Regions from separate parts of the Mus musculus genome. Here regions 1, 3, 4 and 5 are each linked to region 2. Evidence: chromatin contacts called from public HiCAR-type, HiChIP or PLAC-seq and promoter capture Hi-C data. All regions are on one chromosome and are shown on one strand. The core of a region is the stretch at or near the end of the contact, and the rest is flanking DNA. Distances in the headings are between cores, read along the strand shown.

Region 1 (5,489 bases), core at 2,370-4,869, 2.5 Mb after region 2:
AATCCCTAGAGTCCTCAGCTCTAAAAGGCTTAGAGCAGAAAGGGGGTCTATCATCCCAGGAATGTAAATAATGGCTGTTCAGCTGTAGTAGGTACTAACCCTATAATGGCCACTGGGACCCTGTCCCCCCATATTCACAAATGGCATGGTCTTCCAAGAAAAGGTGGCAGGGAAGGATGTGGAGGCCACCAACCCCATGACAACTTGCTGCCTAACAAATGCCCAGAACTGAGGAAGGAAACTTGAATACCCCAAGCCATACTTGTATCATGGTCAGATGCAGATCAATTATCTTTACAAGATCATCAAAAAAGGAACTCAGAGTACAGGGCCATACTCACATTCCAACACTCATGGAGATCTCAGAGATGCTCAGGAGCTCTGAGCAGCACCAAGTAAGCCATGAAAGGCCAAGCAGGGCTGTCTGAGAGCTGGTCCAGGCTGACACCCAGGTGGTAGAACACAGATACCTGCTCTGCTTTCCTAGATGGATAAGTGTGCCTCAAAGAGGCCAGCAGGACAAACGGCAATCTGTTTGCTGTGCTTGCTGTCAGTATGCTCAATTTTGGACAAGAATTCAGGTTACAGCTCAGAGTTTGACGTTCTTCATTACAAATACTGTTGTTTCCCTAGATTTAATGGAGTGGAGAGAAGAATCAACACACAAGCAGCTCTCTGTTTGCTCCTTTCCCCCTCCAATCTCAGTTTAGATCAGAATTGTTCCTATCTATTTTACTGATGGAAAAACTTCTCTCTAGGCTTAGTCATTAGCCCAAAGCAAGTACTGGACACCAGACACATGGTCTACTATCTGAGAGCTACACTTTTCACTGTACTTAATTTTAACTTCAATGTAATCGCCACACATGGCTAGCAGCTACTGAACTGCTGTCACTCAGCTCTAGTACTAGCCTGTGTTTCTGGACTTAACAGGCACAGCAAGAACCACTGCAAACTAAGCTGACAACCAGCACAAAGTGGGGCCTTAAATATAACATATGCACCAGAGTATGCAGCCACTGGCAAACACAGTGTCTGTTCAAAGCACTGCCCATTCCAGCCTTGCCACAAAGCACACAGCATCCCCTTTGGTTTCAGCACAGGGCAGGGGCAGGAAGGTGTGAAGAACTCTGGAAGTGCTCTCTCTCAACATGAAGCTGAAATTTGAGTCAGTCCAAATGTGACACGGAACAGAGTCACTTAGAAGGCACAAACAGCTTGTGTCACAGAGTCAACACTTGGTGCTCACAATCTATGGGTGCTGAGTGTACATTATTCTGGTCTGCTCCATCCTGTCAGGCCACCAAGCAGCAATGGAGGTGCGCCCAGAAGTCAGTCTGCTAGTCAGGAGGGAGTGTGTTTCCACACACAGCCTAGAGTGGGAGGCCTGACGGAGATGGGGTTCTGAGAATGAACTCTCTGGAAGGGCCCTTCCCATAAAGGCCGACAGAGGAGTAACCTCCAGGCACCAGAAGGAGGGCAGATGGCAACTCTCAAATCATAAAATCAGACGCCCATCCCTGGCAGACATACAGCACCTGCATGTTTGGGAAGAACCTTCAATTCCTGGGCAAAGGTCACAACCTGAACACCTACAGGACCCAGGACGATAACCTTACCTAGTTAAGACTTCAGTGAGAAACAAGCACCAGTGGCTCTGAGGAGAACCACTCCCTATCTAGCTTCACAGTGAGTTCTGTCTGCATTGGACTTAAACTCCCTTAAAGGCTGCTGCAGCACAACCAGCAAGGCCTGGACTAAACTATGGGCGGTTGGTTGACAAACTGCTTTTAATTAATATCTGTTTCAAGACAAAGGAAAAATTCTCCATTTTCTTAGGTAGGCTAGCAAGACTCCTGTCTCACACTTGAGGCATGCATGTTTGGCCCTTTCAGTCTGTGTCCAAGAACAAGAGTATGGCAGGGTGCAGTAGCCCAAACCTTTATTCCCAGTGCTTGGGAGGCAGAGGTAGGCGGGCCTCTGTGAGGTCAAGGCCAGCCTGGTCTATAGAGTGAGTTTCAGAACAGCCAGAGAGAGCTACACAGTAACTCTAATGACTCTACACACGTGGCTCTAAAAACAAGCAAACAGAAATATTAGGAAAGTTCTTCCCTTCTGTTGGGCTGAAATTAAAATCCTGAAAGCATCCTTAGGGATTTAAGGACTCGGAAAACAAGATAACCTCTCTGGCTGTTCTTATCTAAGAAATAAGTGGGAGTTAGGGAAAAAACAAACAAACAAACAAACAAACAAACACTCCTCGCCACTGCTTTTCCATGTCACAGTAAACGCAGAACGGATTATTTAGCATAACCGAACTCAGGAGTAAAACTGGCTACCACTTCTGCCAAGCAGGAAGACTAGTGTGGGATGGAAAAGCTGTCGTATGCAATAGCAAGAAACATGGGATGCGTCAGTCAAAAAGGAACAACGCAGATTAGTTGAGACACAACTTTTATGGTTGACAGTACTCATTGGAAACGGAGGGGAAAAAGTCAAACTTTGCTTTTTTTTTTTTTCTTTTCCTTTTTCTGACATCCACAGTAAAATGCGGAGGACTTAGCAAGACCGACTGGGCAGGTTAATCCAGTAGCGCCACCGATATACACCCACCTCCCCAAACTTCTTATCGTTGAACAGCTTCTAGTAACCTATTAGCTAAAAATAATTCCCAGAAGGAAAAGGCTACAAGTTCAACCCGAAACACGTCAACTACTCTTGTCATCCGGAAATCACTGGAAGAAACAAAACCCCTAGCGCCCCCAAACGCATTCAGTAGGAAAGGTCACTACAAAGGACTTAGGGCAGAAGTGCTCGAAGAGAACCCTCAAAAAGTGGCGACGATTGCTCGCTCACAAGGCGGCCAGGCTCAGGCTCTTGGAGGCGCGCCCGGCACGCTGCCGCTCTCAGCAAACGCCCCTATAAAGCACACGGCGCCGCGAGCCTCTACCCTCCTCCTCTCCCCGGAGCCCATCCACGCCACACCGGGCGCCCAGGCCGAGCGGGCCACGTGCGCGAGCCAGCGGCCCGGAGCCCACAGGACGCTCGGTAGGACAGCGTGGCGGCCCTCGCAGCTACTCACCCTGGCTCACCGCCCACCCGGCTGCGGGTCGCCGCCCCTCCGAGTCGCGCTCCCCTCGCTCCTGGCCGTCGCGCCGCCCCGCTCCTCCCACACCTAAGCCCCCGCGGACTGGGCCCCGCGCGTGGCGGGCACACGATCCGGAGTCGCGCGTGGCACAGAGGCTTCGCCGGCTCTGCGGTCGACCTTCGCCCGCGGTCGCGAGCCCAGCTTACCTCTCTCGGGAGCCGCCGCCGCCCGGACCCAGACGCCTCCTTCCCCACGCGGCCATCTTGGAGACTCTCGGTTCGTCGGGGGCTGGAGCCGACGCGGCTCAGGGCGCGCGGGAGCCGAAGGGAAACGTAGTCCCGTGAGCCGCGCGGACGAGGTGGGAGGTTGCGAGAAGGACTACACTGCCCACAATACCTCACGCCGGAAGCCTGCTGTAAGCTGCCGCGCGCAAGAGGGCGAGGGGGTGGGATCCGCCTTAGGAAAGAGTCTTCAAGTCGCAAAGTGCGAGTCGCTGCGCCCACCGCCTGGACGTCCTTGGGCTCCCAGAACGAGTGGCTGAAGGAGAGCGGAAAGAAAGCGCCTACCACTCCCAGAGCGCTTCGCGCGACGATCCCGCCCTCACAGCCTGAGAGGCCCAACCCTTGGCCTCGGCCCTGTTGCCCTTCACCGTGGCTTCGGCCGCTGGGGGCCTGAGTCCCCCAGTTCTCACACTTTACAATGACTTGAGCAGCTTAACCTTTCTCCTTTCCCATCTGCAGACCAGAACTCGTGCACCTTCAGTCCGAAGGTTACCTCTGCCTCCGCGGCGTCAACTGCCCCCCTCTCCTGACCGGAACTTGCCCGGCTGACAAATCCAGAGATTTTGAAGGTCTGTAGATGTGCTTGCCCTAAAACGCCTTTTCCTCCCAGTCAGGTTTTATGCTTGTCTGGTTTCTATAAAGTTCCTGGTTTTCAAATTGAATATGCAACTCCGCCTCCGATTGCCAAACTCGTAACACATGCAAGTGTGGCAAAAGAATAGGGATGTGTAGAGAGACGTCAAGAATAAGGTATGAGGGGGCTGCGGAGATTGTTCAGTACTTAAGAGCACTAACGGCTCTTTCAGGGGACTGTGGATCAGTTTCTGGCACGTGGTAGCTAACAACAGTCAGCTATTGCAGTAACGTCTGACGCCCTCTTCTGGCCTTACGACCACAGCACACGTGTAGTGCACAAAACACCCAGACACAATCAATCAATCAATCAATGCCAGTTGATAGTGCCTGGGATCCCTTCCTTGCCTGGATTACTCAATAACAAACAGCATGCAAGAGAAAAACTTGGCCTGGAGAAGGCAGGTAATGGCTAAGGACTTCAGGTTATGCATTCTTCCAGATCACTAGCCCATTCCCTACCTGAGTGTCTTTGTAAATTTTTTTTTTTTAAGTAAATTGCCTCTATTGCTAACTATGCATCTCTGATACAATTCTTTGTCCTGAGACACAAGAACCTAGGAACTTATGTAGGTGGTCCCTGTGACTCAGCCAGGAGGTAAAAATCTATGTTTTCTCTCCCATTTCCCCCTTCCTTAACTACACTCTACTACCCAGGAACATCTGTGAGAAAGCTCTCAGCTCTTTAGGAACCTGATAAAAGTGCAGGGGTGACGGGCAGTGGTGGCGCACGCCTTTAATCCCAGCACTTGGGAGGCAGAGGCAGGTGGATTTCTGAGTTCGAGGCCAGCCTGGTCTACAGAGTGAGTTCCAGGACAGCCACGGCTACAGAGAAACCCTGTCTCAAACAAACAAACAAAACAAAACAAAACAAAAAAGGTGCAGGGGCGTGTTCTCTTTCCCATTACCCTATAGCCACTGCCTAGGGGATGTCTGAACCCTTTTCTCAGCCCTACTGCAGTATGAGCAAAAAACAATGTGTACTGACCAGGGACTGCCAAGCCCACATTTAAGCTGGGAAGCAGCTAGCCAGGAGGGTCTGCCTTTACTGGGAGTCCTCAAGGATCTAGTGTTCTGGTGCCAAGTCAGAGACATGGTGGATCCCACCGGGGATCTATGTCCCTGTCTTAGATTTATTTCTTGTTGCTGTGATAAAAATACACAAGCCACTTAAGGGAGAAGAGGATTTATTTGGCCTACACTTCAGGTCATAGTCTGCGGTGGTTTTAATAACGGTCCCCATAGGCGCATATATTTAAATGTTTGATTCCCAATTGTACTGTTTAGGAAGAATGAGGAGGTCTGGCTTTTATTGTTGAAGGTGAGTCACCGGGAATGGGTTTGAGGTTTCAAAAGCCCATGCCAGGCCCTGTTCTTCTTTCTGCCTGGTGATTGTTTCAAAATATAAGCTCTTGGTGACTACTCCAACACCTGCCTGTCTGCAGCCATACTCCCCACCATAATGGTCATGAATTCACCCTCTGAAA
Region 2 (5,687 bases), core at 1,745-4,244:
TCTGTTTTGGAGACGTTATCACACAGTTGCCTAGTGTGACACTCTTCCTGCCTTAGTCTCCCTAAGTGATGGGATGACAGGTGTGTCCCACTGCCCTTGTTCTTTGTTTTTAGTCAGTGTGTATGTGCATGTGTGCTGACTCACAGCCGTCAGTCCGCTCCTTCCAACTCTTGGGTTCTAGCGATCTAACTCAGGCTGTCTGAGTTGGCAGATGGTGCCTTTTAACTGTTGAATGATCTCCTCGGTCTATACCTTTTTATATTGCACTTCTGAAGGTGTGTGTGTATTGGGAGAAGGGGTTGGATCAAGGGCCTCAGGCATGCTAAGCAAACCCCCATCGGTGTACTAAATCCCCAGGCTTTAAGCAGTTACTCACAGGGTTAGAATGGAAGGGGAGAACTAGGAACTGAGGACCTCTTGGTTCCTAATGTTTCCATCCAAAACCCTGTACTAAGAGGTAACTAAATCCTCGCAGGGTTTCTAGCACCAGTGGTCTTGTTCCTAGGAGGACCAGGTCCCCGTGCTTCATGGAAACAACTGTCTGAGAAAGTTCAACACTGCCAGGAGAAAGCACTAGATATTCTGAGCAACTCCTGGGATTAACAGAGTCCCAACTTCCTTTTCTTAGAGCACTTCCTAAAAGGGGCCTACAAACTTGTCTCCTTCCTTTATCCCTTTAAGGTAGTGCATGCATTTCTTACTCTTTAGGAGAACCCTTCTCAGGAAGCCAAGAGCCAAACATCTTGCTATGCAGTCATTAGGAAAGACAGGGCCTTCATGCCCTACCTAGTCTTGGAGAAACATTCTTTGGTCTAACTTTGGTCAGGCGCCTGAACCTTTTTCTAGGCCTATCCAAACACTATCTTGTAAAACCTAGTTTTAATGAAGGACTTTGTGAAGGGAGTTTACCAAGACCACCCCTCTGCCAATTCTGTATGCCAGGCTCCCAATTATAGACACAAGCCTTCCAGGATTGTCTTCAGCAAGAACCCAGTTAGGTTGGCTTAGCCAGACCCCTTTACCCTTTTTTTCCCTCGAATCACATTCTCATCCACTAACCCTCAAAACTGATCTTTGGTTACAAATTTCCCCCTTGTTCATCTCTAGTTGGAGTCCTATTTCTCCCCCACTGTACTGGCTCCTATATCTAGCTGTACAATCCTTTATACCAGTTCTTAACCTGTAGGTTGTGACCTCTTTGGGGGAGGGTCACATATTATACCTGATACCATACTTGAATATCAGATATTTACATTATAATTCATAACAGTCGCAAAATTACAGTTATGGAGGAGAAACAAAATAATTTTACAGTTGGGGGACAGCACTTTAAAGGGTCGCAGGACTAGGAAGGTTGAGAACCACTGTTTACACGGCCTTCCTTATCGTTCTTTGACAAGCCACAGAATACTTTTTAGTGTAACTGCTAACTAGACACAAACTGGACTTACAGCATAGACAGTTGAAGCCTGTTCCCCTGGCACTGCCTCCCTGGCATAGCTGTAGCCATTTTGCTTCTCGCCTGCCAGTATGAGTGCCATCTCATACTGCTGCCACTGAAATTAGACTGACTGCTGACCCAGAGAATAGTCTGGCTCAGACCGTGGTCATGTTGACCATATATCCCGGTATGTTCAGAGGTTTGTTACCATGTTTTGAGGACTGTTCTTCTTGCAAACTCCCCAATTGCAGACTTCACTCAGAGCTAAGCAAGATAGAAGTCAACTTGAACTGTTATGTCTAAATTATTTAAACACACACACACACAACTTGGAAAAAGGCCAATAACCCTACAAGCCCTCCCCGCAATTGCTTGTGAGTTCATTATGGGTTTCTGCCTATATAAACTGACCCTGAAACGAAGTTCATGATAGTAGCATTCAGTTCCAGAGTCTAAGCTATGTCTACCGACCGTGGGGTGTGCATTCAATACACTATCCCTGTCTGACTGAGATTGATATTCCTGTGGTTTGTGGGGCGACTCCTGGACCCTAACAGGGACCAGCTCTGGAATTCCTTTCACTTCAGACTGTGGAACCCCGTCCTCCTCCATTCTCATGCCTCTAGAAACACCTAAAGACTCCTTCACAGATAGGAAGGCAGCTCTTGACTAAACAGACTCTTTACCGATTTACTAAACACGGGCTATGTTCAACAGAACCCAATGGGAAGAGAATTGGGCCCGGATACGTGTTTCATCTCCAGAAAAAAAGCCTGGGGCCCCGAGGCCGTCAGACATTTGTACCACGCAAGCATCCATCCTGCATCCCATCCATGGCTTCGGTCCGTCTTGCAAGCCACACATAGCACTGGTATCCAGACCACCCATGAACGAAGCAGGGAGCTCACTGGGCTAAGTTCGAGCCTCCTCCTCCCACTCTAGGAAAGTGAGCTAACAGTGAGATCCTCTGCATTCACGCGGTAGCCGGCGTCCCGTGAGGCCGGCTACTTAGCGGGAGAGATGGCGCCCGCTGCAGGTGTCGGGAGAGGTTCACCCACCTGTCTCGACCTAGAGTCCGCCGGATTCACTGAACCGAGAAAAAAGAAAAGAAAAGGAAAAAAAAAATCACTTTTGAAAAACGACTTCGTTTTTGTTAGCAATACCCAGATAGGAGCTAGCCGAAACCGGAAGTTGCATCACCTCCGGTCGCGCCAGGCAGTGACAGTCCTTAGCCCCGCCTCTGTTCCTAAAGCAACGATGGCCGCTCCCGCGTACGACACTATTGCTAGCATTTCTCGAATTGGGAGGGACTATCGATTTTCATCACCTGCTGTAGTTTTCCTCAGCAACTCTTACTCATGCATTCATTTTATTTAGGCTTGGTTGGCGGGTGAACTGGGAGCTAGGAAAGGCGACGTCGGATGTAGAGTAGCGCCATCTTGTACGGACCCTGAACGTTTAGCACGCCGAGCGTGAGCTTACATCGGGCAATACTTGTCAGAGAGGAAAAAAAAAAATAGCGTTTTTACGCGATGGCGTATTTCCGTTTCCTCTCTGCCAGGGCGTTTTTGGTTGGACGGTCTTGTTGCGGAGGGAGGGGGAAGATTGTTTGCTCCGTAGACGCTCCCCGTAAAGCAAGGTAAACTGAGGTAAAGCCGGGAAGGGGCATTTTTTTTTTCGCCTGGTTACATGGGATGGCTGGGACTCAGACGCTGGGTCCGCGGAAGAGTATGCGCTTGGAGCCTGGAGGCTCAGATGGCCCCCAGGGCTGGAGAGGCAAGGTTGGGGGATAGAAGGTGAATTGCAAAGCCGGACCGAGGGGGACGGGCTTGGTAGAAAAAGGGTGTGGAGGAGAGAGGGTGGGGCTCAGAGGGAAGTTTGGAAGGGGAGGGACTGTGGAGGGAACAGGGACGCGAGCAGAGTCGGACCTAAAGTCCTTGAGGCCGGAGGAAAGAAGTTGAGGTGGGGGACTGGTCGGATCTCGGGAGTGTGTGTTGGGAAACCAGTGGTATCTTGGGGAGACCCAGGACGCGGAGGAGGCTGCTGGCCAAGGTTCTGATGCTGACATCCTATGTAACTTGACCTTTGTGTCTCCTGCAGCTCCCCAGAGGCGCATCTCCCACCCTCTGCTTGGACTTAGCTTTCTCTCCATCTGCCACCACAGCCTGGAGGCGCTTGCCTCCACCCTCCCGAATGGTGCTCCTCTTCCCAGGCGTCGGCCCAGGATCCAGGCCCCCTTTGCTCCTTGAGTTGGAGCTGTTGCCGCTGGGGTCTCTTGGTGGGCTCCCCGTGGTGAGGTGTGAAGAACTTTTGCACAGACGAAGCTTTAGTTATAAGGACCTCCTCAGCAGTTCGAAGCTCAGCCTCTAACTGAACGCGAGGCCCATCTGTGCTGCTTCTCTTCGGCCTTTGAGAAGAGAAAGCCCTATTCTGTTCCATCCAAAGTCCAGGAAGCCTCAAACTGGGGCCCTGCTCCCAGCATGCCAGCCCTCTCTTGTGCATAGGGCTTTGCCCTCTTCCAGCCAGCATGGCTGATCTCAAAAAGGCTGCAGGGGGCCGGGAGACTCCGCAGGGGGAACTTCGGTCAGAGGTGGTAGAGGATGAGGGCCCTAGGAGCCCGGTCGCAGAGGAGCCTGGAGGAAGTGGAAGCAACAGCAGTGAGACCAAATTGTCCCCTAGAGAGGAGGAGGAACTGGATCCTAGGATACAGGTGAGAAGGCTGATGGAGGAGGTCAGAAGTCCAGAGGCCAGACTTGCTGAAGAGCTGTGGGATCAATGAGGCCTTAGACTCCTCTCTCACAGTGGGCTGGGGTGGGAAAGGGAAGCAGACATGTACATAAAACGTGGCGGTTCAGTGTGACAAGTGTGACAAGTGCTGATGGAGAGCAGGGACCCTGCCTGAGTGCTTGGGGCATAGAACCACTCATTGTTCTTCTTTCTGAATAAGCAAAAAGATTGCTAGCTCAGGTATCTTACATATCCTGGAGGCAAGAGGAGATGGCTGAGACTGGGAGGCAGTTTGGAGGCTGAGGAAATCTCCCCCCCCCCCCCCCCACCTTTTACCTTCTTAGATATGTCTCTCAGAATCATTTTGAGTTGTGAGACCTTTCAGGTATTTGAAAGGCACGGTAAGGTTTGAGTCTGTAAGGAAATCAACTCCCTTCCCTCCTCCCCATCCCCCTCTCTTTGAGACAGGATTCTCTTGTGTAGCCCTGGCTGTCCTGGAACTTGATTTGTAGACTAGGGTGGCCTAGAACTCCGAGATCTGCCTGCTTCTGCCTCCCTGCTCCTGGGATTAAATTAGGTGTGTGCCACCATGATCAGCAGGAAACTTTTTATATTGCAAGGATTTATCTCTGTTGTGATTGGCCTTTAATATATATTTCTGGCTCTTGGAATTGTGGGCTTACCAAAAGAATGTCAGGATAGTTTACTGTCATGGAATGTGCACAGTCTAGTTGGTAAACCAGAGAGATGGTTGTGTAAGAGACTCAGGGAACTGGTATGAGGAAGAGTGGTCATTGTGGAGGAGATGGCCTGCTAGGACAAGCTTAGTTATCTATCGTGTTTCAGGGTACTGTCTAAATGGACTGTATGGGAAAGTTTCTGATATGGGCTGATAATGGCTAATACGTGCTGTATGTCTGGGGTCCAGGGCTGCTATTCAGATAGGTTGCATCTGAGATGCTGTTACTGGGAACATGATTTAGCTCCTTCTAGGTAGCTAGAACATCCCAGAGCTTGAATTCTTGGGCTTCTCCTTCAGTAAACCTTACTGGGTAGTGCCAGTGAATTGCAAAGAAAGTAAGTCTGGTCCTGGGGTGTGTGTGTGTGTGTGTGTACTGAAGCTCAGCTCCTTGGGTTGTTTGTGACCTTATAGTGGAGCATTGGCGAGCTATTCTTTTCTGGCATGAGTCAGTAATTTATTTCTGCTGTGCTTCAAGATGCTGCATTGACAACAACTCAGCTTCTCTCATCCATTCTGAGGATTTGTCCTCCACTGAGAGAGTGCATTGAAAAAAAGAAGTCTTGGGATAGATATTCAAGTCACTTAAGTTCCATGATTTGGGAATTTGTGAAACCGTTAGCTTCTTTGAGCTTCTGTTTGTCAGTAAAGTGAGGGACTTGGTTTGTCTGGTGTGCACAGCTCCTATTCACTGTGCAAAGGGTCTGGAAGATTACAGATAGTGAGTTAAGAAGGAACTCTCTGTTCCTGGATGAGAAGGGCCTGTAATGCACTTCTTGC
Region 3 (5,435 bases), core at 2,617-5,116, 2.7 Mb before region 2:
GATCCAGGTGGTTGTCTGCCCTTCTTGATAAGCTTGGGGACCTTTCCAAGAGGGCATATCTTAGGAAAATAGTCATCTATCTTTCCAGAGTGATAGAGACATTAAACAATGTATTTACCATGTTTTTTCTCATCCTAGAATTGACATCCTTATTTTGAGGTTTTGATCAGCTTTCTTAGCAAGGGACTGACACACAGGATCTCAGTACAAGGTATCGTCTATCGGGATGGGAAATGGAAGTGGTACTTAAGGAAAACGTGGTGATCTCCTGGGAGAATCACCCATGATTTGCTTCACGCCTTCCTGTATTTATCCCTTGCTGAAGCTTAAACTAGATCCTTTTCTATTTCAGTGGGACATGCTGGGTATCCTGCCAGGGGTTGTTACCTCAAGCAATCTCGACTTTTTCATTATTGTGATTAGTGCATCAGGGCAGCTGATTAAAAATTTATTTATTTCTATTGTCATTCAAAACTTGGAAAAAATCCTGTCCCTTCACACTGTACCCTGGGGTAGTTTGCAGTGTCCGGAGACGTTTTTGATTGTTGTGATCAGGGAGAAAAACGCTACCGGCAGCAGACAGACTGCTACAACGCACAGGGCAGACGTCATGACAAAGAATTACAAAGATCAAAATGCCGAAAGTGCAGGGGCTGAGAAACATTGTTACAGATTATGACTGTCTGAGTTATTGAGAAGGTGAGGGACTGTTGGGGTTATACTAGTCTCATCCTTGCTATAAGCCTCTGTCAAGACTCCGGGAATCAAAGCCATACTCCCTTTAGTTTAAAGGTGGGTTGGAAAGGGAATGTGTTTGCAGTATTAAGTAATTAATCAAAAATTGAATATTAGTTTTAGCCCCTGTAGATATAAGGCCCTGACCTCTGAGTGACACGAGATTTATGTTATTGGATCACAGGGTGTTACATATTAAATTTAAAACATTAGGCTGTTTAACCTGAATGCAGGGACTTCAGCCAAATTGCTTCCATGTATTTGTGCAGACACGGCTAATGAACACTGCATTGATGCTGTTTCCTCGGACCCCAGCTGCCTTTCCAAGGCCTCCATTCACTTCCTGCATTGGTAGCACGTGAGGCTCCCCCACCACTCACTTCAGCTGTTTTTGTTTGTTTTGCTGTTGATGTTGCTGCTTTGCTGGTTGCTCACAGATGCGATGCAGCACCTTAGGTAGCCCCCTGGTGGCCCCCACGTTTTTTTCTGAAATCTCAAACAGGTGAGTGGCAAGCCTCACTTGATCTAAGAAGGGCCTGAGCCCTGGGAATATACACACTGGCTCACTCTAACTCTTAAGCCTGTCCCTTGGTGAGAAGGAGTAGTTATTCTCATGTAACCTGCAAGGAAGCTGCTGGCCTCTGTTTACCCTCAATGCTAAGGCTCTTTGTATGTCTCACCTAAAATGTAAAAGATGAAAGGATTAGAGACGCAAGTGCCATTTGAACAAGGACATATTCCGTGGTTAACTCCTTTGTGACCCCCTTGGCTTCATCTCTCTGGGAAACTGCAAAGGGTCTGAACGTTAACTCCTGAAGTGGAGTAGCCAGTTCTCTGGCTTCGATAGTGCTGCCGCCGCCACCACAGCAGCAGCAGCACGATCCGGATCTCTCTAGTCATGCCTCTCATTTCTTCATAAGCACAGTGAGTTCTCCATCATGCCCATTGCTGCTCATAGGTGCCTTCACCCATATAGGGGAAGGGAGACTCTGCTGGGCCACCACCAGTTCACTTGCAGAATTAAGACAGTGGAGCCTCACCCTTATCTGAGCGATTACAATGCAGACCTTTTAGACCGATTCTCCTTTTTTGGTGAAAGCTCATGTCTGGGAGAAGAAAATCAAGTATTGCATTAAGAAAAAAAGGAATGGGGGGTGCGTAGAGGACAAGACTCTTCTAGTCCTCCCACCTCATCCATCTTACGAAGTAGGTAAATCTCACAAGGCCTTGGAATGTTGGACTTAAAAAAATATTTGGCTATTTACAGTCTAAGCTGTGGTTGGGACAATGAGATGCTAAAAATTATTTTAAGAGGGCATTAAAAGCTTTAGCAGTGGGTAACCCTGGGAAGATGAACCTTCATCATCTCTAGAGGGAAAAAACGCAAAGAGAGGCTCAGTTTCAGAAATTGTCACTTGGGAGAGAAGGCCTCACTCCTACCACCAACCAATGGATCAGTCAAACCAGCAACTCTTTGCAGTGCAATAAAATCACGTTTACATTCTGTTTTACAATCAGAGAAGATCTTATTTGGTGGTCGTTTAGCTTTTAGAACAAGCGGAGTGGGTTTTTTTTTTCCAAATGCCTATTAACTCACCACAGTGGTAAAACATGAGAAGCAGACGCGCTAGAATGAGGAAGATTAACGATCTCTGCAGAGCTGGGAAGAATATTTCTCAATTCATATAGATGGAATTTATCATCATCTCCTCTGAAGACGGCATGATTTGCCCACTTTCGAAAGGCCTATCTGTTTCAATACTTCCTAAAGATGTAATTTTTCACTTTTCACTTGGACTAAGACAAGAATGCCAAGTCTGTAAGCAGAGAATTAGGAGTCAGTGGGTGGGCGTGGGGAGCCTAGTTATGGCAGCAGATATAGGCATCCATTCATAAAGAAGAACTGCCCTTTGGAGTAGCGGAGGGTCTGTTGTAACAGAGTTTGGAAAGAAGCGTGTATCAGGGAGGAGGGAGTCAAAGTTATAAAAGGAAAATATTTTCTAGCATCTATTATTAAATAGGCCTGATCTGCATTTAAGTTAGGGCTTTGTAAGCTGCGGTCATAACTGCGTTTTTTCCCAGCTCCAAACTACAGAAACCCCTGACCCCGAAGCAAAACAACAAAAAGAGAGACAGAATGCTGTTTTGTGCCCAGCCAGTCCAACTGCAACCTTCCGCGTCACCGCTAGTTGTCACTTCGCTCCCAGACGGGAGACCCGGGGTTTCCAGCACTGCGGTTTGAGAGAATGCGGTCCCAATTAAACTAAAAAACTCACAAAGCTTCCCCTTAAGTCCTCAGTCGAGTGAAGGGTAACGAGCAGAGGGGCTAGGGGGCTGGGGCCCCAATTTTGCGGGGAGTGCAGTAAGCAGACAGACTGCAAAGAACAGGCAAACCGCTGCCGGAGCAACCAGGAGCAGCCACTGTCTGGGACCTACACGCACCAGCCAGACACCCTGCGGGTGGGGGGTGGGGGAAGGAGAGGGATGGAAGGGCCTTCAGCACACAGCACCCCCTCCCCAATTGATGAAGCCGCGGCAGAGTCAGCCTCCCTACTCCTCCTGAACCCCTATTGCACCATAAGGATAGTGGTCAGTATAGAAAATCGCGTACCTGAAGAATACAATGGTCTCCCAAAGGTAGAATCGCAGAGTATTGAAGCTGTACATCTTCCAGATTCTAGTGCTGTAAAGTCCACGAGTTATGGGGGTGCAAAAATGTTTTCGATGGGCACTTACGAAGCCAGAGAGCGCCACTGGGGATAATAATCCAGATGTTTAAGGGGGCAGGGAGTAGAGGGACGAGGTGTCAGAGCCGGGGGAGAATTGCAGCCAGGCAGCTAAGGTACCGCGGACAGCGGCAGTCGTGCAGGTTCAGCACCACGGAGAGCGTCCAGCCCGGCTGCGGGCGGGAAGAGCGCGGCTGAAGCTCTACTCGCTGGAGGCTCCCTGCGGCGCTGGGAGGCACGTTTGGGGGTGGGTATATTTTCTTCTTTTCTTTCTTTCTTTACTCTTCTTCTTCTTTATTTTTACCCTTATTTTCCTGTCGAGATGGCCAGCTCCATGAAAGGAAGAAATCCGTGGGGATCAGAGCCCTGGCCTCAGACCCTTAGACCCGGCTGGCATCTTCTTTCTGGCCCTGGGCTGGCCCGAGGGGTTTTAGGGGTTGGGGGGGGGGGTGGAGCAGGTGACGGTGCTGGCTTCAGTTAGATGTCGGAGAGTGTGCCAGGCTGGCGCATCGCGACCGAGTCCCGGAATCTCGTTCCCCTGCCTCCGTTCCTGTCTGCTGCCGCCTTGCAGTCCGTGTTCTCTGGTCCCCGACGAATAAGTTGGGATCGCTGCAAGAAAGGTGTCCCATTGCTTGGGGCTGCAGGAGCAAGAGAGCCCACCACAACTTTCAGGGGCTGCTGGGGTCCATGGCTTCCCAGCAGGGCTCAAGAACCCAAGCTTTCACAGGCATCTCCAATTTCTAAGCTCGCCCATCTTCTTCTGGCCAGACTCCCTCAGATCTTCAGACTTTCTTACTGCATTAATTTAACAAACTGGCGGCGTAGAGGATGGTGGGGGCGAGGACCGACGGGAGGGGGTGGAGAGGGGAAAATGGGGGGAAAAACTCCTTAGAAGCTTCAAACCCTCCCACTCGGAGTGTTCATTGGCCCGCAGCTGCGAAAACCATATCTTCTCTCCAGGTTCGGCCAATTGCACGTTAGGCTCTGGCTTGAGTTTAACCCTTGGAGTGCTGGCAGAGACCAGCCTCATGCACTTCCCAGGCCTCAGGGTCTTTTCAGGTCTTCTGTCGCTCCAGAGAGGTCATGGAATTTATCTTTTAAGTCTTTCAAAATCCTTACCATGATTTTTTAAAAAATAGCTGTATGTAAGTAAAACACCATGAGCCTCAGTCCAGATGTGCTCAGGCAGACTCAGTTTATCATTTTTTTCATTAATTCGTTTATTCATTTTACATCCCAATTGCAGCCCCTCTTCTTCCTCTCCTCCAAGTCCCACTCTCACACCCCCTCCTCAGAGAAAGGAATGCCCCTTGTGGGTACCAGCTGGCCCTGACCTATCAAGTCACAGCAGGACTAAGAGCATCCTCTCCTACTGAGGCCAGATAAGGCAGCCCAGTTAGGGGAAGGCAGGGAATGGAGTCAGAGACAGTTCCTGCTGCTCCAATTGTTCAGGGATCCACATGGAACCAAGCTTCACATCTGCTACATGTGTTGAGGGCCTAGGACCAGCCCATGCATGCTCTTTGGTTGGTGGTTCAGTCTTTGTGAACCTCCACAGGCCCAGGTGAGTTGACTCTCTAGGTTTTCTTGTGGTGTCCTTGACTCCTCTGGCTCCCTCAAAATTTCCTTATAGTCTTCCACAGGACTTCCCAAGCTCTGCCTAATGTTTGACCGTGGAGAGCTGCTGCACCTGTTTCCATTTTAAAAGGGTCAATGGAACAAGGTCCCTCAATTTTGTTGAAGCACTGAAGGTATAATATTTGAGCCCAGAAGACTTAAAAAAAAAAAAAAAGGTCTGGTAGATAGAGTAAGTCTCTTTCCAGGATTACTGTGGTCGGGAAATTCAGGATTTTTTTTTTAAAGTTTCTAGGGTTAAGGGAGAGCTGACCTGCCTGACTCTTTTGAAAGAGATAGAAGATACACTCTTCCATTGGAACAGAGGACATTTGATTCACATCACACAGGCTGGAAAAA
Region 4 (5,572 bases), core at 1,430-3,929, 2.1 Mb after region 2:
CAGGACAGGACTTCAAGCTTTTATTTCTTTGGGAATTTACCTCATATGCTGCTTCTCCAAACTACATCCTCCTCTGGGCAGAAAACAGCAGGAGGGTGGCAATGGCCTCACAAAGGTCTCTGCACTGCAGGACCTCCTCCTCCAACCCCACAGCGAGCCCTTCCTTCAAAAGCCTCTCCTCTCCTGACAAGTTTCTATGGTGTAGCTGTTCCTAACATTGACAAGTGGATTCTTAAAGAAGAAGGACTTAATAATTTACATACTTCAAAGATACACAAAAATATCTCCCACCTGGGGAGGACAAAAAGAGCAAAGCATACCCTAGGGAGGCACGGCATAAACAAAGGAACACATTCAGGAGTTCACTAAATAGGCAAAGGGTCAATTTAAGCGCATGGATGCTTTTTGTTTTCCATTGTGGAGGTGCTTGATCTGCCATCTTTTCTTCTGTATTACAGACTTACCAGTTGGCTCTTAGCATTATTTAGCACATAGTAGGTAGTCAAAGGTGAAAGAAAATAGGAATGTATGAATGAATGGGGCACAGAGAGCTATCTGTAAGTCAAGCCCGTTCTCCTCCTCCCCATACCCCATGACCTCAAGTGATCCTATCTCAGGCTCCCAAGCAGCTGATACATGTGTGTGACGCTACTCTTAGCTTCTTCCTTTGTCTTTACTGGCTTTTTCTGCCCCACTTTTAGGCCTTCGTTTGTGTCCTGATAAGCAAAAATCAGCTCCCTGGTGCATCCACTCCCTTCCCCAGTTATATAAAATCATGGGCTATAGACCATTGAACGGCTCACCACGTATAGACGCTGACCACTAAACCCAACATCCTCAGTTCAGTCCCTCAAAGCCACAACCAAGTCCTGCTGGTTGTCCTCTGACCTCCATGTGCATGCCAAGTGCACACACAGATATATACACACTAAATGAAACAAGAAATTATGGGATTTACAGCCTAAAGAATTCTTAAAGGCAATCTCATGCTTCAGATCACCAAAGAAAGCAACATCATACATGCCCAAGACCACAGTACCTCAGAGATTTTGCCAACAACAGACCCCAGGTTTGTACTCTTATGCCAATTGCCAAACTGCCTATGGAATTGTTGCCTAATGAGGGCAGTGTTGCAGCAAGACCTCTAACACCCAGTCATCACCTCTGGACATGTTACACCCCCTTTCTCCCCCATCAAACTCTTACTCATCTCTCAAGCCCCAGTTTAAATGCCCTTTCAATCACCCTGTACACGCTCATCCTTGTGATTTCTTAAGTCCTTCATAGTTCCCATATCACAATATATTGCAAACTATTGTTTCGTAAGCATAATGAATCCTGCATCTGATGTTGAGAATCATTCAGGTGAGACCACATGCCCTCAACACAAAACAACTAACTGAATTTAGAGAGGTCATCACTACTTTTCATTCACTGAAGTGAACCTCACTTGTAGCAATCTCTCTTTCAGAAGCAATGAAATAACCTTCTTTCAGTCTTATTACAGTCCTTAGTAGGTCAAAGAAGCCTGGCATAAACTCCCACTTAGAGAAAGCTGCAGAGAATGCAGAGGCTGTGGCACTGCACTAGGACAGAGGGCCCGCAAACCCCTAAGGAAGTGTGCTGTGTGTGGTGGAAGACTTAAGGCCTGCCTCTGTGCCAAGTCTTCTGCTGGGTCCTGAGGACACAACACAGTCATGAGGACACAACACAGTCAGGTCAGTCTTTGCCTTCCATAGCCTCAACCAGTCTGCTCTGTGACCTTGGATGTCCTGATTGAAAGCCCAAATTTTCCTTTCTGAATCCAACTAAGACACCTGCTCCCCTTTAAAAGGAAAAACAAACAAACAAACAAACAAGCAAACAAAAAAACCCTGAAGCTGGGAGGTGGTGGTGGTGGTGGTAGTGGTGGTAGCACTCAGGAACTAGAGACAGGAGGATCTCTGAGTACGAGGCCAGCCTGGTCTATAGAGTGAGTTCCAGAGCAGCCAGGGTTACACAGAAAAATCCTATCCCCGAAAAAATAAAAAGAAAAGAAAAAATAAAGGAAATTGAGAAAAGCCTCAAGAGCCAAATATCTCGTGTCCTGGGCACGCTGTGTCCCCTAAAGTCACCCTCGCACTTGTTTGGATGTCATTTTTCAAATTGAAACAGAACTCTGTTGCTCTAAATATTCGCATAGGCCTGAACCCTGCCTGTCACCCCGCATTGCACGTCAGAAACCTTCCTCCAGGTGAGCCCGACTTGGCTCCTGACCAAAAAGTCACATTATGTCCGGGCCTCACCTGTTGGCGGGACATAGGCCCGGGCCGGAGGCTGCGGAGCTGGCCCCGGCCATACTGAGACGGTGGGGTCACTGAGACGCCGGTCCAAGAGACCGCGCCACCGGTCCCTCAGCCGGGGGTAGATTCGCCACATCCTGCCCAAGGACCTGGGTGGACACATGCGTGGAAACAGAGTACAGGAAAAGAGCGAAGAGAACCCCACACCCCTCGCTGGTTCTGTACGGAAACCTCTCACCAAGGGTTCATAGCCCTCAGCCTCCTCAGCACGCCGCCATCTTCCTCATGACACCTACGGCGCGCCGTCGCAGCCGTGCGCCCCGCTGCGCGCCACTCCCGCCCCCGTCAATCAGCATCATAAACGTGCTCGCCACGCCCCCTCCATGCCGCGCCACGGGAAGAAAACTACAAGTCCCAGAGGGCCGTTCGCGCTCTGCGCCACGTGCTTTCTCTGTCCGCCAATGGGCGGAAGCGCCGCGTGAGCTTGCTCCCGCCTCTCCAGCGCGCCCGCGCCAATTGGAAGCTGCAGAGTGTGTGTGTGTTTGTGTGTGTGTGAGCGCGCGCGTGTGTGTGTGAGCGCGTGTGTATGAGTGAGTGAGTGTGTATGCGCGTGTGTGTGTGTGTGCGTGCGTGCGTGTGTGTGTGTGTGTGTGTGTGTGTGTGTGTGTGTGTGTACCCGCGAGGGCAAGTGGGAAGGGAGACCCAGCTCAGGTCTGGGAGGCCCTGCTTGCAGGTCTCCGGGTCCAGGTGGCAACACGAGCGCTTGGTCTGGCCTCAGCGGGCGGGTGGTTCCCCGGCCCCTCCCCCGCGCGTGCGCGCCCGGGTCCGCCCTCCCCGCAGCTTCGGCTCCCGCGCGGCGGCGGCGGTTCCTTCCCCCTCCCCCAGCCCTGGCTCCGGGGGACCCCGCGATGCCGGTCCGCACCGAGTGTCCCCCGCCGGCGGGTGCCTCAACCACATCCGCGGCCTCACTCATCCCGCCGCCGCCCATCAACACCCAGCAGCCCGGCGTGGCCACCAGCTTGCTCTACAGCGGCTCCAAGTTCCGTGGCCACCAGAAGAGCAAGGGGAACTCGTACGACGTAGAGGTGGTGCTGCAGGTGAGCGCCAGGCGGCAAGGCCGGGCCCGAGGGCCTCCTCGCGGCGCTCACGGGCCGGGCCTGCCCTGGGCTCCTCGAGCCCTCAGCCGCGGACCAGGCCCTCTCACTGCCGGGGCCTCCTGCACCCGGCGCCTCCCACCGGGACCTGCCCAGCTGATGTCACACTCTCGAACCCTACCCCTAGCCCACCCCTAGACTCAGAGCCTGTAGTGGCCAGTCTCCGACAGACCCCGAAGACTGTCCCACACTTAGAGCCTTTGACTCGCCGGCTTGGGCATCCGGAAGCTCCCCCATGACTAGCCGTCCTTTAGCCTGAGTCGGTTCTTCCCAAGTCCTGTCCTCCCTACACCAGCCAGCCCTCCCACCAGTCCCTGTCGGATCCTGAAAAACTCTCCATTGGCTGCCCCAAACTCAGTACCTCTCGATAGCGGCCAGTGTCACATTCTCCCGGAATGAAGCTTTTCCTCTGACCCCAACTCCATCCTGAGTGCCAGGGACATTGCTCCTTAGGAGAACTCAGTCAGCCCACTGCTGACGGGGGAGAGGTGGCCAACCTCCCTCCATTGGCTGAGACAACCCACAGAGGTTGAGGCTCCCCAAAGACCAGGGAGCCTCACACCCAAATATCTCCAGTTGCACCACTTAGTGTTAAGACCTTGTCTCGTGGGGCCTTCCAGTACCAAAACCCGGCGTCAGTCAGTTCATAGGCATCCGCTGCTACACTTTGCTTCCTGTCCCAGGCTTCTTACCCTACCCTGCTGTGGCTCCTTCCCATCCCTGGCAGTCCCCCTGGCCTCTCCCCAGACCTCGCACCTTGATCTAGCTGGTTGCTATTGCTGGCTGTAGTGTTGCTGATTGTTATCTGCATAGCTCCAGAGTTTCCTCCGAGCCTCAGATGCCTAAGTACTGGGAAATCTAACACAGTTTTGTTTTGTGTCCACTTACCTCCCCCTATTTGACCTGGATATCTGAGTACTGGCTGGTGGCTGCCAGTCCCTGAACAACTTTGAAACTTCAGCTTCATCTTCTCTGGGCCTTTCTTTTCCAGAACTCCACCTCTTTCTCTCCCCCTTGAAGCTTTTCCCAACTGAAGGAGATTGGTGGGAGTAGATATTTCTCTTTTATCTATCTCCCCTCTCCACAATACTCTTCTTTCTAGGTATTAAACTGTCTGCCAGAAGACCAATTCCCTGTCCCACCTTGTGTGCTTTCTCCTAATGCCACCTCCTAGGTAGTTCCCCAAGTCTTGTTCCTTGAAAGCCAGAGGTTTAGAGGTGCATACTGCCCCAGGGCCCGGGGAGATGTATATTGAACATGTACAGCATCCACCACCCTTGGTTCTAATTTCCCATCTCAGATTCTTTTGAGCAAATAGATCTCCCACTCCAAAGACTCGAGAGTGTCTCTGCTTTCTAACTGCAGCACACTCATCAGCTCTTTTCTTTCCTACCATTTGTAGAAATAGTTCTCTCAGCTTTGAGATTGGGAAAACCATACTCTTATTAAATGTAATTTTTCCCCATAAAGCTCTATCATGAAGTATGGTATTTATTGTCATTGGAAAGCTGTGACTGAGTTATTTCAAGTCTTGTTACCTACTGTGATAATCATTTTTTTTCCTCCTTAAGATGTGATACTATAGTATGAAAAAAATTAGGCTTTTTGTTTTTTTAATTCATTCAATCATAAAATTCTGGAAGTGAGTTCTCTACATGGATCATGTTTAGAGTGGCCCTGAATTTATGCCCATTTACTGATTTCTGATGTAATAGGTTCATAGCTGCCAGAGCAACTAGGTTTCAAAGGGAAGTCTGTTCCTATCATTTGTCTGTTGTTCCCTGCCTCGACAGGGGCCTTGTGAATCAGTGGAAATAGTGATTGAGTTAGAGGCATGGTTGGTAGGTGTCGGGTAGCCCATATCCTTCCGTGGAATGCCGAGTGGTGGGAATGGTTGGTGGTCGTGCCACGGAATGCTCCCCTACATCTCTGCCAGTGAGCTTGTTACTGTGATCAGGTAGGGGCATAGGAACTGTTATGTTAATTGGTCTTCTCTAGACTCAGCCCTCTGAGAAAAGTTCTGTCTTTCATAATTCAACTTCTTTCCTGCTTTTCTTGTTTGACTTAAACTATTTTTAGGAAGCAGAATATTGTTGCAGTTAAAGGCATGGACTCTGAAGTCAAATCAATGAAAGT
Region 5 (5,968 bases), core at 1,260-3,759, 2.6 Mb after region 2:
CACCTGCTTGTAACTCCAGTTGTCAGACCTGATGCCCTCATTTGACCTCTACAGGCACTGGAATGTATGTTGTCTGTACATACACACACACACACACAAATAAAATAAAAACAAATCTTTAAACACATACACATCCGAGGTTCCATTTTGGACTAGTTGTCCATCAGCCTTGTGCCTTGGTTTCCCACCCATGGAACAGTGGATACACGCCCAGCATTTTCAATCTGGGGTCATGTAGACTTGAGTTCCAGTCTCCTCCAATCAACAAACTTCCTCCATGTTTCCTGTCACACATGCTCAGGACTTAGACGTTTCTTCACACCCCTGATCACACTGCTTGGACTTGTGCAGCACCCAGCTCCCCACTGTCATACCCCACAGTGCGCTTCCCATCAGCACAGCCTTAGGGTTCCTGGTCCATGGCATCTGTCCTCTTTACAAGGCATTTCAGGACCCCACAGCACTGAAGGTTGAAGCCACACCCAAGCTCACATTTCTGGTTCCTATATTATTTGCCTCCTTGACCTCTTAGCCTTATCCTACCTGTCACGCTCTTCTATGCCTGCACCACTCCTGGCTGCTCTGAAACACACAATGGGTACTGCAGGGCCTTTGCTCTCAAAGGTTTCTTTCACACAGTGCCTTTCTTCACAGCTACAGCTGTTTCTTGTCTCTTTCAGGTCTCTACTTAAATACCACCTGCTTGGAACTTAATGCCAAACAGTGGCTCTGCCCCAATAGACCCTTCCTTCTGCCTGACCACGCCTCCCAAGGCCTTGGTTTTATGAGATATTATGCAATTCATCTGAGACCCATCTCCTTCTTTAGACTGGCAGCCCTACAAGTCCTGGGTAAATAGTAGGTACTCAGTAAACTGTTGGCCCAGGCTGTACAGGAGGAGCCGAGGCGAGGTTGCCCGCCTCTAGCAATTCTGTCTCTCTGTCAACGGGGCAGCAGATTGCAGAACGGTTAAGTTTAAGGATATCATTTGTTCATAGCCAGCTCTCAAGAGTACTGTCCTTTTGACTGGACCCATTTGGAAAAGAAAGAGAGAGAGAAAGAAAGAAAGAAAGAAAGAAAGAAAGAAAGAAAGAAAGAAAGAAAGAAAGAAAGAAAGAAAGAAAGAGAGAGAAGCCTAAGGCTTCTGCCTTTCTCTTTATGGATCTGATGTGCCTCCACAGTCCCCAGGAACTAAAAGCCTCACTGGAACTAAGAAAACTTCAGAAAAGAGGATCTGAAGAAAAAAGAAACAAAAAACAAACAAACCCTCAGATAAGGCCTCTCAAGGGATCAGGGCCAAGTGTCACAGTCAGCTGAGCTACCATCAGCATGACAGCAGGACTTGTTTCTCTACGGAAAGAATAGGGCAAGGGGCAGCTGGGCCCTGATTTGAATATGCCTCTGGTCTTGTTAAAGCTGGGCAGGTCCCATTTCCTGCACTCCCAGCCTCAGTTTACTCATCTGTAAGTGGGGCGGTATGTCACAACACAGGAAGTGATAGCTGCCCCCACGGTGGTTAGGTGGCACAAACGGGAGACCTGGCCTCCAAGTGCAGGTCACAGAAGGTTGGCTCAGGAAGTCAGGATAGGCTGCGTATGCTTGACTGCTTACAACCTACCTACTGGCCGACCACACTCAAGTGGTGCATCCTTCCAATCAAAATAATATGGGCAGTGGCTAAGTCGGGTCTCCCCAGAGGGCCCAGCTGGGAGGAGTGGGCTACAGAGAGCTCAAGGTCCCATATTCCACAATCTTTTCCAGCCCTAGAATCAATGGGAGGAGTGTCGGTCTGCTGGTACAAACGCTACAGATGAGGCTTTGACTTCTCTATCTGTTGAAAAGTAGCCATTTATCTATGTTTATCAGCACTTGCTGTGCACCAAATGTGTCATTCTGAACTTTTACTGCCACAGCATCTCATCCAAAGCGGTTTGCACTCCAGCTATCCCCATTGCAGATTCCGGGAGACCGATGCACACATTGACTAGACAAACTGGCCAAAGTCTCAGAATCACCTACCCGCCTCCTCCTCCAGGCCACATATTCCCTAGGTTATGCCCCAGGCCCCTGCAGGCTCCTCCACGGCGGCAGGAAGCAACCGAACACCCGGGGGGTGGGGGTGGCAGGCCACCAGTGACCTGCTCTCTGGGACCCAGGGTGGCAGCCCTCCGTCCGCGATGTCGGAGGCCGGCTGCGCTAGCAGGTGCGGGCTGCCCGGGCAGACGCGCTCCGGCGGTGCCAGTCGGGGGGTTCGGGAGCCCTCCCGCCCCGGGATCCATCTGTCCGTCCGCCCGCAGGTCCCGCCCCGTCCCGCCCGCGCGCGCGCAAACAAAGGCAGCTCGGTACCGTTGAGGCGCACGGAGAACTGGCGGCGTTGGCGGTCGTGCTCCACGCGGATGGGGCCGCCCTGCTCCAGTGCGCTCGGCGGGGTAGCGTGCGCCATCGCGCGCGCCGACACTGGGGACCGCGGGCCGCAGCGAACTGACTCTTCGGCGGCGCGGGCCGGAGAAGGGGGCGGGGCCGGAAATCAGCTGTGAGTCACGTGCGCTGCGCGCACTGTCTGTTTGGATACATTCCTGGCGTCTCTTAAAGAGACCGCGCTGCCCGTTTCGCTCGCGGCTTCAACAATGATGTGCTGGTCCATCCAGGGCGCCGATTGTCCTCCCGAATGCCCCAGAATGACTTTTAGGACCCACACGGACCCATATGCAAAACACGCAATGACCTATGGGGTAATTTAGATCCTCCCCGCGACAGCCATTTAATATTAGGCATTAGCCTCACTGCAAGCCTGAGGCAATAGATAACGTCAAATGCAAGGTGTTGACAGGCAAACCTACTCTCTGCTGGAATCGTGCGGGCTGGAGCTATGCAGCCCACCCACTCGGGCAGCTGTAGCTGATATTGAGAGATTACCCCTAGGCATGTTTGGGACTGGGTGAAAAGCCACCCCTCCCAAAGAAAGCCAGAAATATGAGGTCCCTAGGGAGCTAGCTACCCAGGAGCCAGTGTTTCTCTAGAAGTACAGTATTAGGAAAGCTTGCCGACCATGGATGTTCACAGAATCATATTCTGTTAATTACCGTGCAAATTTGATGTCCACATCTATGAGACCACCACACAGACATTAAAGTTTGAGTACCTCAGTGGAATGCTTGAAGGCTGTAACTTCAAACCTGTACAAAATGTGTGTCTGTGTGCGTGGCGGGGGCTGGGGGTGGGGGAGAGGCGGGGGACAGACCAACAAGGAAGCATTTTACAGCTAAATGGAGATCTCCGTGGGCTCCCTTCCAATTGATTTCTTCCTTTTGAAGTAGCTATGCTCCCTGACTTTTAGCGCTATTGACTAAACAGCTTTTCCTAAGAACATCCTATTTCTTAAGAACTACACAGTATTTACCTTTTCGTATCTGGTTTCTTCGCTTCCACCTGTCATCAGCTGTGTTGTTGCTGCTATCATGTTCACCAGTGTGTCAGAGATTTCCCAGGAAGCAGGTACCAGTTTTCCATCACGTGTTAATGGGTTGTTGTGTTGTTTTGGTTTGGAGCTGCTATGAGTAACAGGCTGTGGATGTCGTCTGGCCAGCATTCCCTTAGGGTAGCTCTCAGGAATATACTGCCGAGTTTTATAGCCAGTGGATATTTTGTTTTGTGAAAAACTGCAAGATCCTTTTCCAAGTGTACGACCTCACATTGCCACAGAGAGTTCTGTAAGTTGCAGTGGGCATTTTGTCATTAGTGGCAGTGACTGACTCTTGAACCTTTGCCCAGGCTGCCAGGCCATTTAGTCCCCATTTAATGAACACTTTCCTCTGTAACCCCCCCCCCCAATCTTTTATTTGCCTTCTTCCAATCATTTTTATTGCTTGGTTGGGGGGTCAGACATACTACTGAGAGAATCTTTTCTGAGCAAATAATTTCCTTTTAACAAGTGGGTGTTGTGTCACAGCGTTTGTAAACAGAAGGCAGTGCGGAGGTGTGTCATTATATGCAAAGTGACTGAAAGGGATCCAGCCATCATAGAGGGCCTGGAGCCTGGTTGGCAGAGTCAGAGCTGGAGGCAATTGTGAACAAGGAAGATTAAAACCTGTGAGTCTCAGGTGACGTCACTTCCAAAGAATGTAAGTGGAGATGGTCAAAATATGTTCCTGGACAGTGTCTGAACAGGCCACTCATCTGCAGGCTGCTGGGCCTTTGGATGACTACTGCCCAAGCACCACTTCCTGGGGAAGTCCTCCTGTGCATTTATGTCTACAGACGTGGCATCTGACCAGCCAGTCTAGACCAGGGGAGAGTCTGATCTGATAAGCCTCCAATAGGGCCTGGCACAGTGGTTGTCTACCTATGGGTTGTGACCCTCGAACCAGCCTTTCACAGTGGTTGTCTAAGACCATTGGAGAATGGCTATTTACATTAATTAATAACAGTAACAAAATTACAGTTATGAAGTAGCCATGAGAATAATTTTATGGTTGGGGGAGGGGGTCACCAGAACATGAGGAACTGTATTAAGGGTCGAAGCCTTAGGAAGGTGGAGATCCACTGGCTAAGCACAGTCCAGATTCTTTTCTTTGACTCTTTCTTCTTTGCTTCTGTCTCTTTCCTTGCTGGGGTCTGTAAGCTCTACAGAAATTCTTTCTGGGAGCCAGCGATGGTGCTGGTCTGTAATCCTAGAACTTGGGAGGTAAAGAAGGTAGGAGCTCAAGGCATTTCTCAGCTACATCGTCAGCTTGAGCTCTATGAAACCCTGCCCACCCAAACCAAATACATAAAGTCCTTTCTGGAAAACAAAAGAACGACGTGAGCAATGAAAACATTTGCTGGAGTTACTGAGTGACTCAGTGTCAGAAGCAAGCTTCCCCGTGGCTGTGCCTGCTTGAGTCTCACGAGGACCAGAGGATGGACCAGCGAGTGGATCTGACTTACTTGGGTGCCCTTGAAAATCCATGGAGTATGTATTGAGCATCTCCTGTGGAGCAGGTGCTGTTGTGGGGACACAAACGAGCAAAGCAGAGGAAGCTCTCTGTGCCTGTGGTATTGCTTCACAGGAGTGCACCTGAGGGATGCAGAGGTCAAACGGACGGAGCAGATACTCCAGCTGCTTCTGGGAGCATGTGTTCCTGGAGGCAATCAGGCTTCAGACAGGGTGGCCACAACAGGCTTCAGCTGAGATGGAGTCTTTTTAAGGAAGACTCCAAGGAAATCAAGGGAAGTCAAGGGGGTGAGCGCGAGTTGGGTGGTAGCGGGAGAAGGGAAAACAGCCTGGCAGAAAAAAGAGCTAAAGCAAAGGCATTTGGGTTACATTAAGGCGCTGGTGGTGGAACACTGCTGGCTGCTATGGGGTCAGCAGGACAAGGGACTCTCACTAGGAGCCAGCGGTCTGGAGCAGCCTGGAGGAGGGGGTGAGGGGGATGGGGGGGGGCGGGGAAGAGCCCCCTGTGGGGTTTATACATGAGTTCAAGCACATATGTAGATAGAATAGTAAAATTCAGATCTATGGACCTACATGGTTGCTATTTGTTCTCATTTAACAAAATTTAAAGGAGTATTTATATACAGTAAGAGCTCCTTTGAGCAGGCATTCCACAAGCCAATGAACCACCACTTCCAGTTCTCTTCTAAAACAAAGTCCACCTGAAGCTTCTTTCAACCCCTCCCCCACTTACCTGACCAGTTTTTGGTCCCTGTGCTTTTGCCTTTGCCACAGAGTGTCACACACCAGGAACCTTGCAGCTTGTGGCCTTTTGCTTCCCCTGACCCCATTCTGATGCCCCTGCAGTCAGCTGATTCACTGAGCCACTCAGCACCGTGAGATCTGGGAAACGATGCTAAGTATTCTGCCAAATGCACAAGAGTGGATCAGAAGTGAACAGGGACTAGGGACCCTGCACTGGTCCCAAGGACAGTGGCAACGTGGCTGCTGTTCCCAGTCCTAAGCTCTGCCCCTAGTTCCCATGACTAGGAGGTC

The links. Promoter capture Hi-C pulls out the DNA fragments that hold promoters and counts their contacts. HiCAR-type assays count read pairs that join an accessible place to other places. HiChIP or PLAC-seq counts read pairs in DNA pulled down with a chosen protein or histone mark.
Region 1: an H3K27ac HiChIP or PLAC-seq map of thymic regulatory T cells shows a contact between it and region 2, with 12 times the contacts expected there. The contact joins the promoter of Tmem11 here to the promoter of Sh3bp5l in region 2. A contact is called at or near these places in 1 of 39 promoter capture datasets (pre-B cells), 1 of 115 datasets of contacts at active chromatin or transcription factors (thymic regulatory T cells) and 1 of 9 other capture datasets (liver).
Region 3: a contact with region 2 is called in a HiCAR-type map of astrocytes, with 7 times the contacts expected there. The contact joins the promoter of Glra1 here to the promoter of Sh3bp5l in region 2. A contact is called at or near these places in 2 of 115 datasets of contacts at active chromatin or transcription factors (astrocytes and embryonic forebrain).
Region 4: a contact with region 2 is called in a promoter capture Hi-C map of pre-B cells, with 5 times the contacts expected there. The contact joins the promoter of Gid4 here to the promoter of Sh3bp5l in region 2. A contact is called at or near these places in 3 of 39 promoter capture datasets (liver, neutrophils and pre-B cells).
Region 5: a promoter capture Hi-C map of pre-B cells shows a contact between it and region 2, with 4 times the contacts expected there. The contact joins the promoter of Natd1 here to the promoter of Sh3bp5l in region 2. A contact is called at or near these places in 2 of 39 promoter capture datasets (erythroid cells and pre-B cells).

Annotation. Positions count from the first base shown.
Region 1 is chr11:60,875,419-60,880,907 of GRCm38.p6, forward strand. It overlaps Tmem11 (transmembrane protein 11), which reads right to left and starts at 3,620. Exons shown (of 2, transcript NM_173453.3): 1 at 3,295-3,620. The coding sequence starts at 3,350.
Region 2 is chr11:58,327,713-58,333,399 of GRCm38.p6, forward strand. It overlaps Sh3bp5l (SH3 binding domain protein 5 like), which reads left to right and starts at 2,995. Exons shown (of 7, transcript NM_024480.5): 1 at 2,995-3,080; 2 at 3,542-4,151. The coding sequence starts at 3,969. It also overlaps a transcript of Zfp672 not described here.
Region 3 is chr11:55,604,332-55,609,766 of GRCm38.p6, forward strand. It overlaps Glra1 (glycine receptor, alpha 1 subunit), which reads right to left and starts at 3,867. Exons shown (of 9, transcript NM_020492.4): 1 at 3,347-3,867. The coding sequence starts at 3,402. It overlaps Gm51862 (a long non-coding RNA gene), which reads left to right. Exons shown (of 3, transcript XR_003949554.1): 2 at 139-211; 3 at 1,005-1,909.
Region 4 is chr11:60,414,466-60,420,037 of GRCm38.p6, forward strand. Gid4 (GID complex subunit 4, VID24 homolog) reads left to right here and starts at 2,680. Exons shown (of 6, transcript NM_025757.4): 1 at 2,680-3,379. The coding sequence starts at 3,191. Atpaf2 (ATP synthase mitochondrial F1 complex assembly factor 2) reads right to left here and starts at 2,569. Exons shown (of 8, transcript NM_145427.3): 1 at 2,286-2,569. The coding sequence starts at 2,445.
Region 5 is chr11:60,911,283-60,917,250 of GRCm38.p6, forward strand. It overlaps Natd1 (N-acetyltransferase domain containing 1), which reads right to left and starts at 2,510. Exons shown (of 3, transcript NM_025294.5): 1 at 2,347-2,510. The coding sequence starts at 2,443. Gm39830 (a long non-coding RNA gene) reads left to right here and starts at 4,651. Exons shown (of 2, transcript XR_879908.2): 1 at 4,651-4,951; 2 at 5,708-5,968.